Regions from separate parts of the Mus musculus genome. Here region 1 is linked to region 2. Evidence: chromatin contacts called from public HiChIP or PLAC-seq data. All regions are on one chromosome and are shown on one strand. The core of a region is the stretch at or near the end of the contact, and the rest is flanking DNA. Distances in the headings are between cores, read along the strand shown.

Evidence for each region. HiChIP or PLAC-seq counts read pairs in DNA pulled down with a chosen protein or histone mark.
Region 1: a FOXA1 HiChIP or PLAC-seq map of pancreatic cancer cells shows a contact between it and region 2. The contact joins two enhancer-like sites. A contact is called at or near these places in 4 of 39 promoter capture datasets (cranial neural crest, maxillary cranial neural crest, pre-B cells and 1 more) and 1 of 115 datasets of contacts at active chromatin or transcription factors (pancreatic cancer cells).

What each region holds. Positions count from the first base shown.
Region 1 is chr11:54,079,282-54,081,981 of GRCm38.p6, forward strand. No RefSeq gene overlaps it. Among named protein-coding and RNA genes, the nearest start is that of Pdlim4, 12 kb to the left of the region's middle. Within about 2 kb of position 1,285, at least 33 of the 459 cell types and tissues checked have an H3K27ac peak or open chromatin away from gene starts, as enhancers often do. A contact at or near this core is called in pancreatic cancer cells, where this site is marked.
Region 2 is chr11:53,460,484-53,463,183 of GRCm38.p6, forward strand. The region is part of intron 1 of Shroom1 (shroom family member 1); the gene reads left to right. Among named protein-coding and RNA genes, the nearest start is that of Shroom1, 4.6 kb to the left of the region's middle. Within about 2 kb of position 1,353, at least 31 of the 459 cell types and tissues checked have an H3K27ac peak or open chromatin away from gene starts, as enhancers often do. A contact at or near this core is called in pancreatic cancer cells, where this site is marked.

The sequences.
Region 1 (2,700 bases), core at 35-2,534, 620 kb after region 2:
TATGAAATTGTCAAAAAGTAATTTGCTGTTGTTTATACAGCAACAGAACAAGGGTTGTAATCTTATAATTTTCCACAGTGTAGAATGAGCCTCACATGGATTCATTGTGTGTGTGTGTGCATGTGTGTGTGTGTGTGTGTGTGTGTGTGTGTGTGTGTGTGAGAGAGAGAGAGAGAGAGAGAGAGAGAGAGAGAGAGAGAGAGAGAGTATAAAATATTCACCCTTTTAGGTTACCTTTCTTGATGCTGCAGCAAAATACCTGACAGGAACAATTTGGGAAAGGAAGGCATGGTGGCTGGGGTGGCTCTGTTGTTGGTTGGAGTGAGTGGCCTGAGCTGTTCACCTCTGACAGATCAGGAAACAGAGAGCCCCACTAAGAATCAGAAATGGGCATCATGTTTAAAGCTTGCCCCCCCCCACCAGTGACCCACTTCTGCTAGCTAGGCCACAGTTCCAAAGGTTCCACAGCCCCTCAGAGCAGAGTCACCATCTGGAAGACAAGTACCTAAACATTTGAATGCGAGGACCTTCCCAAATACACGGTTATTTAAATCATAACTTTATGTTTACATTATTACAGTACGGACAGGTTTCTAAACAGTTCGGATACTTACATTCAACGAGAAGTTAATAAACGGGGTATGATGACTCCCACCTGTGATCCCAGCACTCAAGAGGGGGAGGCAGAGGATTTCTGTGAGTTGAAGGCCAGTCTGGGTTACAGAGTAAGATCCTGCCTCAAAATACAAAACAAACAAATAAGCAAACCAACCAAAAAACTGGCCACCATCAAACCCCAAAACCCGGAGCTCATAGGAAGCATAGGTAGACATGTTTAGTCTTGGGGTGGGAATCCTTTTTATTATCACAATGCTCTGCTTTCTTGTTATAGATAGGTTAAAGGGTCAGAAGGATACACTGGTGACTTACTGACTTGTTATTTCTGGTTTTCTTTAAGATTTCTTTATTTTGTTATTTTATATGTGTGGGTGTTTTTCCTGCATGTATGTCTGTGCACCAGGGGTATTCCTGGTGTTTGTGGAGGCACAAATGGTTGTGAGCCACTGTATAGGCGCTGGGACTTGAACCTGGGTCCTCTGGAAGAGCACTGAGCACTCTTAACTACTGAGAAGATTTCTAATTCTGGAGCTGGTGTTTGAGGGCTGGTATTTTTATTGTGTTTGTAACTTAAAACTTGTGACAAAGGCGTGTTAGTGGAGGGAGGGATTATGTTGACTCACAGCTGGAAGGTACAGCGATCAAGGAGCAGGAGGTGTGGTGGCAGGAAGGGAGGCAGCCAGCCCTCTGCACCGCAGCCAGTCTGCACCTGCAGCCAGCCGGGAAGCAGAGAGACAGGTCAGTCCAGGGCCTCAGCTCGTTTGCTCCCTTTTCTTTATTCAGGAGCCCCAGTCCATGAGACAGTGACCCTCCCACACCTCAGTTGACCTACTCTAGACCATCTTTCACAGACATGGGGATTCGGAATCCCGGCAAGCTGACAAGATTAACTATCAGACCTGTCTTCTAGTTATGTTCTTTGTACTAGCAGCCTGTGTTCCTGTCTTTAGGACTGAGTTTCCATCAGATACCATTTCCCTCTGCCCTTGAGAACCTTCTCCAACACTTCTAGTGCCACAAAATCTACTGCTGGTTGTTCTATTTTCAGTAGCAAATCTCTCTCTCTCTCTCTCTCTCTCTCTCTCTCTGTCTGTGTGTGTGTGTGTGTGTGTGTGTGTGTGTGTGTGTGTGTGTGTATGTGTGTGTGTGTGTGTGTGTGCATGTATATGTGTATTACTGTGTGCAGTTCATGTGCATGTGTATGGGTGCACAGAGGCCGGAGTAGGACATTGGGTACTCTGATCTATCACTCTCCATCTTATTCATTTGAGACAGGGTATTTTACTGAAACCGGAGCTAGGCTATCAGCCACAAGCCCCATGTGAGCCTCCTTTTTCTACCCCCACACCTTTAGTTTACTGGCTTAAACATGTTTTCCTTTTTTTAATTGTATGTATATGGATGTTAAGAGGGCATTGGATTCCTCGGAACTGGAGTTATGGACAGTTGTGATCCTTCATATTGGCATTGTGAGTTGAGTGCGGATTCTCCGAAAGTGCCCTTAACTACTGAATCCCCCAAATCCCTCCACCTTTATTTTAGGAGACAGGGACTCTCACTGTGCCTTGAGCTTCACTAACCAATCAGCTGGCTAGCCACTGAGCTTCACTAACCAGACCTGGGTTGTTGGCCTGCGCTACCATGCTTGGCTTTTTGGTGAGTTCTGGAGATCCAAACTCAGGTCCCCATATTTGTACAGAAGACACTTTCCATGCTAAGCTGTCTCTCCTGTCTCTGTTTCTTTAAGATAGTTCTCTGTCGCCCGCCAGGGCTGGCCTTACACTTCTGATCCTCCAGCTTCAACCCCTTGAGTGCTGAGATGGCAGGTGCAGGTGCACTTCCATGCCTGGCTCTCTGGATCTAATCTTCATCGTCTCCCCTCTTGGCTAGCTATTGCATTTTCTGTTTCTTCACGTGCCTAAGAGCATTTGATCAGAGATAATGGGAACTGTTGGTACATCATTGTTATGAGTCCAGGTATTATTTCTCCTTTAAGTGTTTCACTAGACAGCAAATTAACCAGGAGCCCCATTTAGTTCTACTGACTTTATTAGGGGAAACTTAAGGTACTGTAGTGGTAGA
Region 2 (2,700 bases), core at 103-2,602:
ATATGCCAGCCCATGATCTGGGTTTACAAAGATTAGGAAGAGAGGAGTTGGAGAGCTGGCTGAGTTAGTAAGTCACCTGCTGTATGAACATGCAGACCTAACCTTGACTCCCCTGCACCCAAGTGAAGAGTAGGGTGCTGTTGCTGGGTAGGGGGGAGGAGAAGAGACAGGGGAATTCTTGAAACTCATTGGCCAGTTAGCCTAGCTAAATGATGTTCAGTAAAAGAGCCTGTCTCAGCCAGGCAGTGGTGGCACACACCTTTAACGAGGCCAGCCTGGCCTACAGAGTGAGTTCTAGGACAGCCAGGGCAACACAGAGAAACCCTGTTTAGAGAAAGAAAAAAAGACAAAGCAAAACAAAGAGCCTGTTACAAAAAAGTAGGGTAAACCAAGCTTGGTGGTGTATGTCTTTAATCCTGGCACTTGGGAGGTAGAGGAAAGTGGATCTCTGAGTGTTCAAGCCCATCCTGGTTTACTTAAAAAGTTCCAGGACAGTCAAGGCTACATAATTGAGAGACCCTTTCTCAAAAAAAAAAAAAAAAAAAAAGTGAAAAGAGGCAGAGGAAGATATTAGACATCCACCTCTGGCTTCCAATGTACACACCTGTGCATATACCACACACATCCGATAACCTATTTATTTGTTTATTTTTATTGTTTTTTTGAAACAGGACTTCTCTGTGTAGCTCTGGCTGTCCTGGAACTTGCTCTGTAGACCAGGCTGGGCTCTAATTTAGAAAGATCCGCCTGCCTCTGCTTCCCACGTGCTGGAAGTAAAGGTGTGTGCCGCTACTGCCTAGCCAAAAAAAAAAAAAGTTTCTAAAGAAAAGAAAACGTAGGAAGAGAGAGAAAGCGAGCGCACTGGTGTCTAAGCAGCCAGGGTAGGCCTTTTAGAGGAGTTGCCTATTTTCTTAGAGGCTGTCACTCAGTTGGTAGCTTCTTACCCTCCTGTGGCCTTTGTGAAAAGATCACCAGCCCTGAGTGTAAAGACTAACCAACAGGGCTGGCCTTGTTGTACATGAAGAGTCAGTCACCCAGTGTGGTCACATCAAGAGTCTGGCCCTAGGTCTAGTGGAGGCTCACTTGCCTCTCCACTTTAGGAAGGCTTTATGCTCCTGGCCCCACTCCCAGCAATGTGTTGACTACTGCATCCCAGAGAGATTTGCCCACCTGTATTCCAAAGTGTCTGGGAAGCTCAAATGAGCCTGCTTTGGGACCACACCCCCAGTGTGTGCCACCCTATTCTCTGCACCCTAACCAAGCAGGTCAAGGAAGACAACCTTCCAACATAGGTCACTGGGAGTCACAGATCCTCAAACCTCAGAGCTGCTCTCAGCCAATCCCAGCGCAGCCACACAGGCCTTCCCCCTTGCTCTGCCTCCTGGCACTGGGGAGAGATCAATTTCCAGCCAGTCCTGCTTGCCTGCAGGCTCTGTTTCTTCCTGATAACGCATGAGTAACCTGGTTAAACCCGTGGTGGCCAGGGCCTCCTCAGCCATTCTGTTGCTTTCCCCAGAAAAGACTAATAGGGAGGGGAGAAGGGGGCGGGGAAGACAGTAAACCTCCTCTTTTCTACCAAGGCCACCCCTCTACCAACTCCCCATGCCTCCGTCTGTCCCCTTGCCAGTCACCAACTATTTATTTAACATTGACTACATGCCAGGGCTGGTGCCAGGCACTGAGTGACATATAAAGGCAGGGCCTGTCCCCAGGACACTCAGGGGGTGGGAATGGGAGGAGGAAATAAAAAACAATGGCAGAGTAGGGGTGATGAGTGACCCCCCCCCCCAAAGAACCCCATGACCTCCAAGCTGAGTCCTGTGGGTGTAGCATGAGAGAGGTGGGTGTCTGATGAAGCTCCCTAGACAGAAGACATAGTTGCGGGCCCACCCAATGTATTATTATGGAATTTATGGCACTTGAAGTTGACTTATTTCACACTTTGACTGTGGGTTTTCTTGGAGAAAGAGGGACCATGGCAAGGGCTTTGGCCAGGGTTTGCCTCTAGGAAATTAATTTTGGCTGCAGTGAACTTGGAGACATGCCTCGATTCTAGGCAGGGCTCTGCCACTTACGACCTGTGTGTGTCTCTGGGCCGGGTCACTTCCTCCTCAGAACCGCGGGGTTCTCATCTGAAAAAAAAAAAAAAGGCACCTAGGGGGTTGAGGACTAAGATGAGTATTTATGCTACACACCTGGACCATAAAGGGCACAGAATGGGGGTGGACAAATTGAGAAGCTGTCGCTGCTCCTGCCTTGCCTCTGGCATTCCTTTTCTGGGCTCCTCTGTGATCTCAATGTTCTTGATCATTGTTTATCAGGAAAAGATCAAACATAGACGCTAACAGAATGGCCAGGAAGCAGCCTGGGTGGGACTGGAGTTTGAGCATGTGCCTGGTCTCAGCACGGCAGGAGTGTCCGAGCAGAGGTACCACTAGGGAAGCCCTGGCAAGGGAGTGGATCTACTACGTCAGAACTAAGGTTCCTAACTAACGCCCAGACTTGCGCGCATCCTATTGCCCAGACCGTGTCAACCTCAAGAGTTTCTCTACCATTCTGATGAGAAAGAAGATGCCAGAGCTAGGAACCCTGTGACCGGGGAGGGCACGTGTAAGCCCCCAGTTCTCCTCGGCAAAGGAGCCAGCAGGTTGTCCTAGCCCTTACCTGAACTCTTCACTCACCAACCCATCTATGTTTTGA